Linked DNA regions of Gossypium hirsutum: region 1 is linked to region 2. A link is a contact called in public Hi-C data. All regions are on one chromosome and are shown on one strand. The core of a region is the stretch at or near the end of the contact, and the rest is flanking DNA. Distances in the headings are between cores, read along the strand shown. Region 1 holds the start of LOC107949766 (rhamnogalacturonan I rhamnosyltransferase 1). Region 2 holds the start of LOC107949772 (COBRA-like protein 4).

The links. A called contact is a pair of places that touch in the nucleus more often than the background predicts.
Region 1: a contact with region 2 is called in a Hi-C map of leaf, with 2.9 times the contacts expected there. The contact joins the promoter of LOC107949766 here to the promoter of LOC107949772 in region 2. A contact is called at or near these places in 5 of 34 Hi-C or Micro-C datasets (leaf, petal and seedling).

The regions. Positions count from the first base shown.
Region 1 is chrD03:39,640,536-39,647,759 of Gossypium_hirsutum_v2.1, forward strand. LOC107949766 (rhamnogalacturonan I rhamnosyltransferase 1) reads left to right here and starts at 4,744. Exons shown (of 9, transcript XM_016884516.2): 1 at 4,744-4,817; 2 at 4,894-5,639; 3 at 6,173-6,240; 4 at 6,431-6,519; 5 at 6,673-6,838; 6 at 7,003-7,224. The coding sequence starts at 5,456.
Region 2 is chrD03:39,301,824-39,308,940 of Gossypium_hirsutum_v2.1, forward strand. LOC107949772 (COBRA-like protein 4) reads right to left here and starts at 2,007. Exons shown (of 6, transcript XM_016884525.2): 1 at 1,747-2,007; 2 at 1,582-1,661; 3 at 414-870; 4 at 188-335; 5 at 1-92. The coding sequence starts at 1,816. It overlaps LOC107949771 (squamosa promoter-binding-like protein 6), which reads right to left. Exons shown (of 3, transcript NM_001327562.1): 2 at 6,513-6,649; 3 at 3,636-4,432. The coding sequence ends at 3,657.

The sequences.
Region 1 (7,224 bases), core at 3,494-5,993, 340 kb after region 2:
GGTACGTCCTAGGTTGCATAACAGACCTTGAAACGGTCCTTGCATACTACAACGACCGATTACTCCGTGGATGCCAAGTGCTCAAGCATCTGTTCTGGAGCTTTAAGCAATGTCAAGACGTATTTGTGTACTGCAAGTCATTAGTACAAATTGACGATACCTTTATGTATGGTAGAAATACCCATCGACTATTGCTAGTTGTGGCACAGGATGACGGTGAGAGAATCCTTCCAATTGCATTTGCAATAACATCGGAGGAGTCAAGTGATGACTGAGATTTCTTTCTTTCTAGTTTAAGGAGCCATGTATGCCCCAACCTGATATCTGCGTTATATTAGATCGGGGCACTAGAATACTAGCCGCAATTGAGCAACATGGAAGCCTATGTGATCACACACACTATCGATATTGTCCAAGATACGTTGCGTCCAACTACAACGGGCAATATCGATCTACCACTGAATGACAACAAGTGACCAACATAGGTATTTAATCTCTATTAATATAATTTTGTTTGTAATATTTAGTTTATTCTGAATGGAATAGTGGTATGTAATTTTTGCTATCAACTTATATTGGCAGGGTACGAGGTTAATAAAATTCGTTTTTATGAGATGTTGGGGATTTTACGTTCAGTTAACGATCAAGGCCCAGAATACCTCTGTAACATACTTTTTGAACAGTGGACACAAGTATACGACGGTGGCCTACGATATGGTCATATGACCACAAACCTGGCTAAATGTATAAATTATGTTTTAAAAGGAATGCGTCATATACCGATAACCTCGGTTTTGCGAGACACATATTTTATTTGGCGTACTATTTCCAAAGCGAACAATGAGTTATAAAGGTCAAATGCAGGGAGGCCATGTATGGTTTTGAAAGGTATTGCAAGAAATTAACAATACAAAGGCACAGGCCAACACCATGCACACAGTGTGTCACAATCGCGACAACCTATGGTTTCGTGTGACGGAGTTTGACAGATCAAACCAATATATTACCAGCGGGCAATATTATGTACACCTGAGAAATATGACTTGCAACTGTGGGACGTTTGACGCACTTCGTTACCTATGCGCTCATGCAATTGCAGCTTGTCAGAATCTCCATTTGGATCCCATGAAATATGTCGACGAAGTATGCAAAATAGAATACATGTACAATGTGTGAAGACATGTATTCCCATCGGTCCCAGATGAACGTAAGTGGTCGTCTGTACCGCTTGCTCCGTTTAAGTTGTTATTGGATAGAGAATTGCATCGCAAACCAAAAGGTTGACCTTGCTCGAGTAGAATATGTAATAATATGGATATCCGGAAAAGAACGAACCAACAGAAGTTGTGCGGATGATGTAGGAACCCAGGTCATACAATTCGATTATGTCCAAACCGAAATAGTTGATAATTGCTATAATGAAACTATGTTGCATTATTTCTATTGCCTTATTCAAAAGAACTTCTATTTTATTAAAAATATAAAAATAATTTACTATTAAAATAGTAAAAAAATTTATTTTATTAAATGAAACAATATAAAAACAGTTTGTACAAATATATTAAAAAAATCAATATATTGACCGGTCGAAATCAGTGTCACATAGGGGTGGTCGACGATTACGCATTGGATTCCTCCTTGGTTTAGCTTCCGGTGGGGGTTGTGGTTACTTCGGTTGTGGGTGTTAGGAGGATGACCCACCTTGATAGAATAAAAAATGTAGAGGTGTTTGTATCACCCATGGCGGAGGTGTTTGAATCCCATAAGGCGATGGGGATTAGTAATGAGATGAGTTCCCCCAACGGTGCCTCGTGCGATCCATCTGGCGATGATGGCCTATATATCGTCGGTTGAGTCGGAGTCATCGGGAAAGAAGATGTACCGGGCCATGCATTCTAACCTGGCATAGGACTGGGAAAAGAAAACATATAAGGGTTAGGATACATATAAAGGCTAGGATATGCACCTGACATAATTTGAAGGGGCTGTGGTGTGGGTGTTGTCGGTTGAGGTGTTGGGCCCGGTGATTGTGTGGGCGCTGTTGATGGGTCCGTGCCGTTATCCCTTCTCCTTGAATTTAAAGGGCCCCTTCGTTCCCTTTCGACACGGATTTGTCGATGCCTCTACTTTTTCGATAGCAAATATGGCTTGCCAGGAATCCTAAACTATGGCATGTAATCCGGTGCACACGCTAACTCTAGAATGATGATCGGTTCGTGAGTAGGTATATGATCATACCAATTTTCCCAAATTTCGATATATTTCGAGAAAAATACCAGTCAATTCGTATTTGTTTGCCGTAAGTCGATTTTGTGCTCTTTATCGAGCACCTCAGGTGCCTCGAGAATCAGTTGTCAGAATCCAAATTATCGTAACACTCTATTCGTCTGGTGCATCTCGACAGTAACATAGTTGACCAATGGGACCTTAACATGACAAATGTTTGAATTTTGAAAGAATTCATCCAAAATTGCTGCTCAAATTGTCGGATCCTCGTATGGTGTCCATTGAAACTACATGAACGTGATAAAAATATTAGTTATATACATAATACTAAATACTAAATATGAAACAACTATTATATATATTATTTAATACTTACTTGCGCTTCCGACCGTTGGTCTAATAGAAGTCGTATATATTTAAGAGCGGTAGGTATTCCAACATAACTCGTCGGATGGTTCCACCTAATTAAATAAATTTTTAGCATACAATTTTATTTTAAATCTATGTAATAATTGTAAAATCAAATAAAAAATTTACCTCGTTATAAGTGGGAATGTATATGGGTGGTTCACTCGAGGATGTAAAAATGGAAAACTAAACAGAGCCCATGATTGTAGTAGTGATAGACAACCTCCGACTTTGGCTTTATTTGGTGGCGTCGCCCCACACATCTCCCAGTACAATGTTGCCAACACGGCAGACCCCAAACTAAATTTGTCAGCTACTCTAAAATCAACGAGTTTTAGCAGCCACCTCAGATGTACGAGGTTTCCTGACAAGTCTGGCATCAAATAACCTCTAATCATCTCAAGGATGTATGCCCGAGCATATCATATTCTTTCTACTTTAGTCGAATCATTCCTCGACTCCAGGAATGTGTCTTGTAACCAGCTCATCTCGATCCGACCTCCGTAAATATTATCTGGAATCACATAAAAAAGATCGTAACATATGGCTCCCCAATCAGTAGATTGAACGAACCCGGTGAGTACAGAACCATCCACCGGCAATCCTAATTGTAACTGCATGTCCTCCAAAGTAATAGTACACTCTCCGCATGGAAGATGGAATGTGTGCGTCTCAGGTCTATACCTCTCTATTAACACGCTGATGAGTTGCTGGTCCAACTTGCATCCCCGGCCTATAGTGGCCACGTGCCAAAAACTCGCTCCCTTCAAGTAATTTTCTATCAACGGTGATGGAGGACCAGACATATTACGAATATAACATTGTAACACCATATCTACAGATTGTTATAAAAAATTATAAAATACAAATTAATTAAAATTACATAAATGAAAAAATATTAAAAAATATTAAAAAATTAAAATTAACCCTTACCATTTTCATTTGTTCGACGAAGATATGTTTATGATCGAGACGAATTAATTCCCCGTCCATTGCTAACACGATCAAATATTTTTGAAATTATAAAAAATAATACTAATTTAGAAAAAAATTAAAAGGAAATAATTAATTAAAGAGAGCTTTGAGAAATTTAAGGAGAAATTTGAGAGTTTTGAGAAATTTAGGGAGAGGTTTGAGAGTTTTTTGTCAAAATTTGAAGAAATATTGTGTGAAATAATAGGAGAGGGGGTTTTTATACTCTTTTTTTTTACTGTTGGACCTCTCAATGTCAAAAAATAAAATAGCTATTGGGGAAAAAAACACAGAGCAAAACGCGCACTTGAGGGAGCGATTTTGCCATGTCAACAAAGCGCATCCACGTCAGCGCGTTTTGTGCTAACATAGTAAAATCCCTTTCCCAGGGGCGCGTTTTGCTAAATTTCACCCTAAAATGCTCCTACGTGAATGCGTTTTGTCAAAATTGACCTTTTTCGATAAATAATGCAAAAATTGACCCATTTTTATAAATATACTTAAAAATGGACATTTATAAGTAAATTAATCAAAATTATGTGTGAATGTATCTAAATAAAAATAAAATGTAAGAAAAGACAGTGATGTTTTATACATGATTACACCCTCATTTGTAATATTATCTTTACTAAATAAATAATAGTTGGTGTTTGATTATTTTGAAAAGGATAATTCGAGTCTTTATTTATTGAAATACTAATACATAGCGTCAATATAATTACTTTTTTGGTCCTTTTGCTTTGATACACAATTCTGTTAATTACAAACAAAATTTCTTATTATTTTGTTTCACGGAAAAAGAATTAAATGCTGAAAATATTAATTAAATGAATTACTTTTTTTAAAGAAATCTTTGAACAAATTGGATAATTGTCGCGGTATATTCGCACCTATAGAAATTCTCGCGATATATTGTCGGCGTATCGGCAGCTGTTTTAATGCCCATTACAAATCTAACGGCGACGGATGAACTCCAATTCCTGAGACGTGGACACCTGTAGTTTTTACAAACGCAGTTGAAAGCAGCCACGTAGGGTAAATGTTGGGCCCATTCAGACATAAACTGAGGTGGCAGGTATTTATTGGTTAAAAAGGAGTTAACCATGGACTGTGGTCGACAACTAACACTAGTCAACAAATCCTTTTAGATTCAAGAAAACTATGGTTAAAAAAGTGTACCCCAAGCCCAACGGTGTACGGCTCACATCCCGGTTTTTCTCTCTCTCGATCGCATTGTAATCTGCACTATATTCTCATTTCTAATTTTATTCTTCTTTCTCTATACAGATTTCTCTATATTTTCTCGATTCGCTTATACTTGAAGACAGGCAGGGGTTTCAACGGCCATTCCACGACAATTTTCGCCGGAAAAGTGATTAGATCGCCGAGGAAGAGAAGGATTTTTTTTTGTTTCGGGAAAATACTGTTTAATATTCGATTGGAATTGGTTGAGTTGTTAAGAGTTTCATTTGGGAAGAGGAGGAAAAAATTTGGATCTCTTTGATTGATTTTGAATTATTTTGTTGTTGTTGATGTTGTTTTGGAAGTTAACGGATCTCGAAAATTTTCGGAAAATAGAAAGAAAAGAAAGGAAAAGGTTTTTGTTAAATTAGATGCAGATTTTCTGAAAATCGACCTACATTGATCGAATCTGACAGGAAGAAGACGGTGGCGTATCGGGGGGGGGGAGATGAGGAGGGTGGAAATCGGGGTTATTGCTGGAAATGTGCAGTATTGAAGGGAAGGGGAAAGGGAAAATGAGAGGGATAAGAATGGGGGCAACGAAAGGGGAGGTGGCGGCGGAGGGGAGAGAGTTGAGAAGTTGAAGAGCTCGAGAACGAAGCTGTGGATGATACGCGCCACCACATCGGTGTTGCTTTGGACTTGCATCGTACAATTAACGGCCTTGGGGGATACTTGGGGTCCACATCTCCTTAAAGGTTGGCCTTCCTGTTTTTCTTACCAGGATTCTTCCGTTTCCGTTGTTGAAGATAAGGTTCCCTCCGTTCCTGCCCGTGTTCTTCCTCCCAAAAGTAAGATTTTCCACCTTTTTTTTTGTTCTTTTTTTTTTACTGAAATTTCTGCTGATTTTGATGTAGTTATTCTTTATTAGGCCTTTTTTGGGGTTAAATCGGAGAAAAATTTTGAGCTAGTCTTTAATGGAAAAGAAGGAATGGGTTTATCCTTTTTATCCTTATCCGCATTCCTATTTGAGGAGAAGAAAATGATAGATTTCTTGGGGATTTCTATGCGCTTTCATTGAAGCTTTCCTTTTATATAGTCATACGGATTGAACTTGTATCAATTTAATGGTTCCAATGTTCGTATCTTATGTCTTAGTTTTGTGGAATTCTATCCTTTTCTTGTTGTGGCATATGTTTGTTTGAAATTTGAGATCGTTTATCTCTTGAATTTTTCATATATGTGCTTTTATTTTAATATATTGTTACTTTTGCTTCCATTTTCTTTCCATTTCAGTTTTAGGGATCGGTGGCGACTTGCTATATATGTTCTGGTTATGGAATTTTAAACTCGAAATTGATATGATGTTTTGTTGTTACTATAGGGGTATATAAGAACAATGGTTACTTGATGGTTTCTTGCAATGGAGGTCTCAATCAAATGCGAGCAGCAGTGAGTGCTTTAGCAAAGAACTCTAAACGCATTTCTTGTTCCATTCCTTTTCTTTCTTTTTTATTTCTTTTCAACATTTTTCTAGATTGTGTATGCTAATGGGTTGTTTTTACTTCAAATCTATACGGAAACTGATGCTGTATTCTTTTCTTTTCTTTTTTTTTTTTGGGGGGGGGGGTTTGCTTAACAGATTTGTGACATGGTTACCATTGCAAGATATTTGAATGTCACACTTATAGTCCCGGAGCTGGATAAAACATCTTTCTGGTCAGATCCCAGGTGTGTTAAATAAGCTTTGCTCATATGATTGAAGCCATTAGATATTGTGCATGTATGGATTTGGAAAGGATGTTTAAAATATATTACTGGTAGTTTTCAACTGAGTTTATTTTTCCCACTTATCTCTAAATATGCATTTACCTTTTATGGCAGTGAATTTCAAGATATATTTGATGTGGATCATTTCATTATGTCATTGAGAGATGAGGTCCGTATATTGAAGGAGTTGCCTCCTAGGCTTAAGAGGAGAGTAGAAATAGGGATGGTGTATTCTATGCCACCAATTAGTTGGTCGGATATATCCTACTACCATAACCAGGTTAATTCCTTGTCATTACCTTTCGACCTAGACCTATTTAGGTTTTACTATAATTTAGCTTGGTTCATTCTTCATTTTTTAAAATGTTTTTTATGCTTCCTCGGTTCTTTTCCTTCCTCCAAGACTCATCTTAAAGTAGTATGTTTGATCTCTATTTCATGCAGATTCTTCCTCTGATAAAGAAGTATAAAGTTGTACATTTGAATAAAACTGATACTCGACTTGCCAACAATGGGCAGCCTTTAGAAATTCAGAAGCTGCGATGTCGTGTAAATTTTAGTGCTTTGAGATTCACTTCCCAGATAGAGGAGTTGGGGAAACGAGTTGTTAAGCTTCTGAGGCAAAATGGTCCTTTTATTGTACTTCACCTTAGATATGAAATGGAC
Region 2 (7,117 bases), core at 757-3,256:
GGCACATATGGTTGGTACACCTTATCATCGCATTCGAATTTCTACTCCTTGTTCTGTTCTTGCCAACTACACTTTCTATCTCTGCATCACCCCTGCAATTTGTAGACTAATGTCATTAGGGATGATGATATATAGTGAAATCCCATAGTTAAAAACATTTTCGTGTGGGATCAGAAAGAAGGTTTACGAGATGCAATTATTGTTGTTTTGACAGCCACAAGAACATGATGGACAAGGTGTGATTGTGGAGTTGTAAAATGAAGACATCGAGACACAACAACTCGGATATCGTGATGCCAGAATCTGATTATACGTGCATGTCACATTCCATGTCACTGCAGCACAAATTACAACACATAACTTATGTCGGGTGTAAGTATATCTGTTTTAAGTGCAAATTATCAAAAACTTACTCAATGCTTGAGTTTTTCGTCGACCATCAGGGGTGAGGAAAACAGTGGACGGCACCTTTTTAGCTCCGCTGCATGTGTAACCCAGACCAGGACCAAGCAAAGTGAAGTTCAACGGCAGGTTCACTGTTTTATTGGAAGTCCCGGCACGGCCAACACTCACCTGAAAGGACGAAACCGCGGTGGAGGAGTCTTGGCCCCATGACGACACGACGCCACCTTTGCAACAATTGGCTATCTGTTGGTTGTATGGGACGCCGGGGAGCAAGTCCACAACTGTGGGGTTTTTCTTACAGCAGTGTGGGACGTTTCCTTTGAACTTTGAACAATCTCCTTGTTCAGTGGCTTGGGCTCCCACCATTGACCAGATCACTTCTTTCTTAGCCCAAACCCAGCCTAGGGTCCAGCCAGGGCTCATTATGTGCCGATACATTTGGAAGTTGGTCATTGTTACAACTGCCTGCATACCAGATATGATATATAAGCTTGCATTTCTATTTCTTCAACTATCCCACACTCAAAAGTTATATTTACTATAAAAATGAATATTGAAAATTTTAGTATGGGATCTTATATCCAAACCAAATTTGAGTAACATAAGTGAAAAGCATTGTTTATGGTATAAAGAAAGTTTGGAACCTACCTTTTAAAAATGATTACATGAACAGTCTAATTTAAGTTTGAGTTTAATAAAAGAAACTTTATAATTACTAAATCGAAGTAATATTTGCATATGGGTATTAGGATATTGACCTGGATCGAAGCTAGAAGTTCGGTATTGTGGGGTTAAAATAAAATTTTAAAAGTTTGGAGTCAAAGGATGAAATTGATTAAAAAAAGTTAAATTGAATATTCTATAATTAGACTGGATTAAAATTGTTATTACTCTGGATTAAGCCCCTGCCAACCCTTAGCTTGGCTCTTATTTTAGGTAACTTTCAATTATAAGAAACAACTTGAAAAAGTTTTAATATATTAGTGATGGATACATATCAACATTTAACATTTGATCCATATAAATGGAAATCATTGTTTTTGGTATAAAGGAAGTCGTAATTTTGACCAAATTTATTAAAAATTTATCTTTTAAGGTGACTACGTGAACCAATTAATTAATCTTGAGTTTAATGAAAAAATATGAGTATAATAAGTGAAATGAAGTTATACTTACAACGTAACCATCCGGAGTCCAGGACATAACGTCCCATTTAATTGTTATATTTCCGTTAGGATCTAACGGATCATATGCTCCTACAACAAAAGTAGAAAAGGGAAAGGAAATTATTAGCAAGAAAACTTAATTAACTAAAACACGAATATGATTGTAGCAACTGACCTGCTTGAGAAATGATTATAGCAAAGAAAGCAACCATTGGCAGGGGGTAGGCAAATTTGTAGAACATCATTGTGCAATATCAAGAGGTAGTACGCCTTCTGTCTGTAAACAATGATACTCCTATGGGTTTATATCTATTCCCCCAACAAACAAGAATTGTTTATGACAGCCTCAACTACTGGTTTTGTTGTATATATGTGTGAGTATGACTTGGAACTTTTTTCAGACATATTCTGAGCACAATCTTCTAACTGCCGATATTCGTCAAATACAGAAACATCTTAAACTCGATTTAATCACCTACCAAACAAATGATTTCCATTTAAAATTAATTAAATTAATTAAATTGGTGGGTGTGTGAGAGCTTGCAGTTATTGAAGTCAACTCACCTAGTGATAATGACTACTCAACTGTTTCACAATTAATAATATAATAACGATAGATTGTAAAAGGGATAGGGAAATGGCAACAACAAAATTTTTAGTTTTGAATATGCAACATATGTGATAGTTTAAATGGAATAAGTGAGTTATTCAGACAAGGATTTTCCAACTTCCCATTTTGTTTTGTGTTTTAATATGGATGTTAGATGAAAGCTTTGCTTATGCTACCTCTGTTTAAAAAAAAAAGAAGTAAAATCAGCTTTGAGATTTTATGCTAACATGACCTGCCAAGTTTCCCAGTATAATTAATTATGGCATAAAACAACAAATTGTTACTACGAGTTTAGTGAGTAATTGATGTACATGACGCAGCGGGAACTTCCTAGCTTTGGGGTAATTTACCCAATTTATCCATTAACCATACACCAACTTTTTCTCTAACCATCACCATTACTTATTAAATTATGGGTAAATTTTTGTTTTTATAACTTAGTTAAAAAAGTTACAATTTGATTATTGAGCTATTCAAAAAATTTGTATTTAAGTCATTGGGATATTAAAATCAATGTTATCCCATTACCTGCACCGATTAAAAGCTTTCTGACATTTTCTCTTCTATATTTCACATTTTTTTTTATGAAATAGCTTTAAACATCATAAATCTGTGAATCAAAATTCAAATGAATTTATTCTCTGAAAATAGTTGTTAGATCACTTAGATCTAAAATATATTCTCTTACTCATCGATGGATATTGATCTACCATACTGGCCATCGAATAATCGCTTGGAGCTCACTGGTGATTAAAAAAAGAAAAATTCAACAACTCAATTGACTTAAATAAAAACTTTGAATAATTTAATAACTTAAATGAAAACTTTCAAATAGTTCAAAGATTAAATTGTAACTTTTTTAATTAACTAACCAAAATTAAACTTACCCATAGTTTAATGACTAATAGTGTAATTTACCCTAAAATTTAAGCAGTTTAGTAAGATTTATATCACAAGCTCATATAAAACTTGTTTGATAATTTTGCTTTAGTTATGCATCTAAATAGCGAGTGTCGAATATTAAACTTGATTTGATGAACGTTGCAAACAGAAATGTTGATAATTTTGTTCATCAAAACATTTTTAATTCGAGAAATGTTGATAATTTTGTTCATCAAAACATTTTTAATTCGAGAAGCATAATCAAACAATTTTTTTTTTCGATTACAAAATAACTTGTAAAAGTCTAGGTGAAACTTAACCGAGGGGTGGGGTGGGGAATCCTGTTAGCAGCTGCTGAACTTTCTCATCATGCTTCCATCTATGTTACTCCGACTATTCGGACATCTCGAGAACTGTGCAGCTTTCAGCAACATTGAACTTGTCTTCCATTGCAAGTCCAATCATTTAGTTCCAGGCCAGCAAATTCAGAGAATGGAAGAATGTTAGATAAACAAAACACTTGGTTCAAATGTCAAAGATATATGATCATAATGTCATTCAACTCGAGCATCTTTACTTACCTTAATCTGTACTTAAACGATTCGTAGGCAGGTCTCATTTTCATTGTCTTCTTGCATAGATTGTCTTTGATGTTCCACTCGCTGAAGCTGCGATGAAAGCTGAAGCAAGTTGATCGTCGGTCCATCTTTGCATGATAGTCCATCAGTGATATTGAAGTTGGCAGCTTCACTACTATCAGATATCAGTATAGCACTCATGTTACTGCCTTCGGTTGAATTGATCCCTGATGAAGAGATCATATTCGACACTCTGTCGAGCTTTTCCGAGACTTGAGTCATGTGATGGTTATGGTAGCCTGGAATAACCAGGGAACGGGCCATGGGAATTCCTGATGAGTGGCTTGAAGAGCTGTGTGATTGAGATGACAGAAGAGAGAGAGCACAAACAGAATCCGAAATCCCAGATAATCCCTGAATGCTCAATGCTGCATCGAAAACATTGATGTCTTCACTTGCTGACGAGGAGGTGCCTTGGAACAAAGGCCGTGATCCGGAATAAGTCCCATCAAAACCATGAGGACATCGTGCATTGTTCTCACCTAAAATGCCTCCAGTGACTGCACTAGGTCCATTATGGAAATAGGGAAAATGTTTCTCAAAATGCCCCCCGTTCTTGACAGGTATGGCAGAAAGAGGGCTAAAATCCGTCCCATCTTCAACTTTTATCCGTTTGCCCCATTCGTTTGTTACATATTTCTCAGGATGCAAAAGGCCACTAGTTCGAACATTTTGGCAAATAAAGGATGTATTTGTCAGCATAGTCCCTTGAAATCTGCCACCAGCGAAGCCTGCGCAATGTTGGGAGCATTTACAAGATGTAAAACATAAAAGTCACGGATATTTATGAATATTACTAAAGTAAACTTAGTTGCTTTTTTTAAACTTTTGGCGCCTCTGACTTCTTGTCTTACCTGCAAGGCAACCATAACTTTTGATTTTTCATTTTTCGTGTTCACCTATGTCTAACACATATTTGGACATGATTGTGGTGATATAACCCTCCAAATACATGGAAAATTTTAGAAAAGTTGAACATATAGGTGTAGGACACATGCAAATTTGACACTCACAGCGATGTAGGGAGGGTGGTAGGCTGAGGTCCCGCCTCCCATCTTCTTCATGTTTTCTTCAATTTTTGTTTTTTATAATTTAGTATTTTTATACTTTAGAAAAGGTAAAAAAAAAAAATATTTTGACCCCCCCAAAAATTATAATTATAATTATAATTTGATTTCTTTTCTTTTTATCTCAACCAGCCCAATTTAAAATTCTTGACTTCGTTCCAAGACACTCTAACCTGAGTCCGAGTATCATAGACTACATGAATACTGCTTAGTGTTTTAAAGTGATATGTCTAGCTAATATGGCTAATCTCTAAACTACCAGTAAAAGTAAACTCTAGAACCATAAATTCTGACAAGCTATGAAAGGTAATGTCAAGCAATCTCAGACCATTAAAACTGTCAAATGTCAATACATGTTAATCATCATATGGCTTGTACAAAAGGAATCAGTGAAACAGAATTAGAATGAAGCTTATAAAGCTAAAGCACAACTTCTTTGCATCTTTATGCACCTCTGTATTATCATGAAACAGAAGGTCAACGCAGCTACCATGTCATCACATATATCATCCTCCTACTAACTGACTATGTATTCGGACTAGGACGTGGGTATCAGAGACATGTATGTGTTTAATAGGAATATGTTCTATATTTTTCTAAGACTTTATTTGGAGGGTCCTTGGACGGCCATATCTCCAAAAATGTGTCAGACACAGATGACAGACAAGGGTACTTCAAGTAAAATGAAGAGTCGGAACAACATAGGCTGTGGAAATGTGCCAATCTAGTTGCAAATTATTCAAGCTAACATTTGAGTCTGCGCATGCATGATTGAACTCAAGCTTGACCCTGAGCTTGAGTTTGAATGGATTCACATTGCAAGATCTGAGCTGAACTTAAGCTTTGAAAATCTTTCAAAGTGATCTTAATCCTCAGGTGATTAGCTTGTTCAGACTCGAAACAAACATGAATCTCAAAGGTTCCTAGCAGTTGTCCATCCTCCTAGTTTAAAGTTTGGAATAAAAGAAAAAGTTACCGAGAACTGGGTGAAAATGTATGGTGTCTCCTTAATAATTCAATGAAAAACCACTCAGATATTGAGCATACATCTCTCAAAAGGCACTAAGAGGCAACATCTCAAGATACTATGGCATGGACTCACAACCTGAATTGAGAAACCTTAAGCAATGGTCCCTTGTAGATGAGTTAAGCATACACCCAAGTTGAATATAATTTACTGATAATGCTGGAATGAAGCTCTGAAGGCTCACATATGCCTTCTAAATCCAGTAAGCATGCAAATTTGCAGGTTGATATAGGGGTTTGAGACAAGAAATGGATGTTCATACATATCAGTTTATATGGAAAGTGAAGGCTTCATTTCACTTTAACTTTTCCTTGCATGGAAATACAGGAAATGAATATTTGAAGATATACACACATCAATAAAAGAGGAATCCAATTTAGAGAATGTTAATGCGATCATAAATGGTAATGTCAACAAACTCAATGTTTACTATACAAAGAAGTCAAAACATTTAAATATTTCAAGTGTTTTTGAACTGAAGTATGAATCAAGAAATAAAAGCAATTGATGTTTTATATTTAGGAAACAAGATAAGCAAATCATTGTATTTTTGGAAAAGCTTTCTACCAATTCAAGTAATCTATTGCCATTTAGCTTAGCAAACAAAACTTATATTTTCATGTTAATATTCTGCCAAGGAAGTAAAAAAATTGCAGGTCAAATATCGACACGTTATTATATGAATGACTGAAATCAGGTATGATATGGGTTTATTACCATTATATGGCTGAAGTAACCTTCCGGTTCTCCCGTATCGAATACCAACTTGAGGCTTTCTCCGCCGCTCATTGTGGCCAGCTAGGCGTTTACGGCAACTGCGCTTTCCATCATCAAATTCAGCCAGCAAATGAAACCTGGATGGTGAAACACACTAAGACATATTATAGCAGGAATGAGGCTCAAGTATGGTAATTGAGCCAAGTTCTACGATGACAAAAATGACTTTCACCCATTTATTGACACTCAAAATCAGGCAACCTTTCAAAATGGTAGATTTTATCTTTTCCCTGAAAAACAACAGGACCTGATAATTAAGATGAATCAACAATGTAAATAGGTTTATGCCAGCAATCCATCCGCAGAGTTTACAGCCTCGAAAGTGAAAAGGTTCATTATACAACCCTCAAAAACAAGATTTGCAACATGAAACGAAAAACCTGGAAAACAATCCAATCTTAGTTAACTATATGAAAGATGGAACAAGACAACCGGAACACTTCCAAGGTCCCAAATAAACTTTTCTATTACTGAGAAAACACAGGAAAAGCTGAAAAGGGATAAAAAGAAAACTGTGAACATTACCATAATTTACACAAATATAA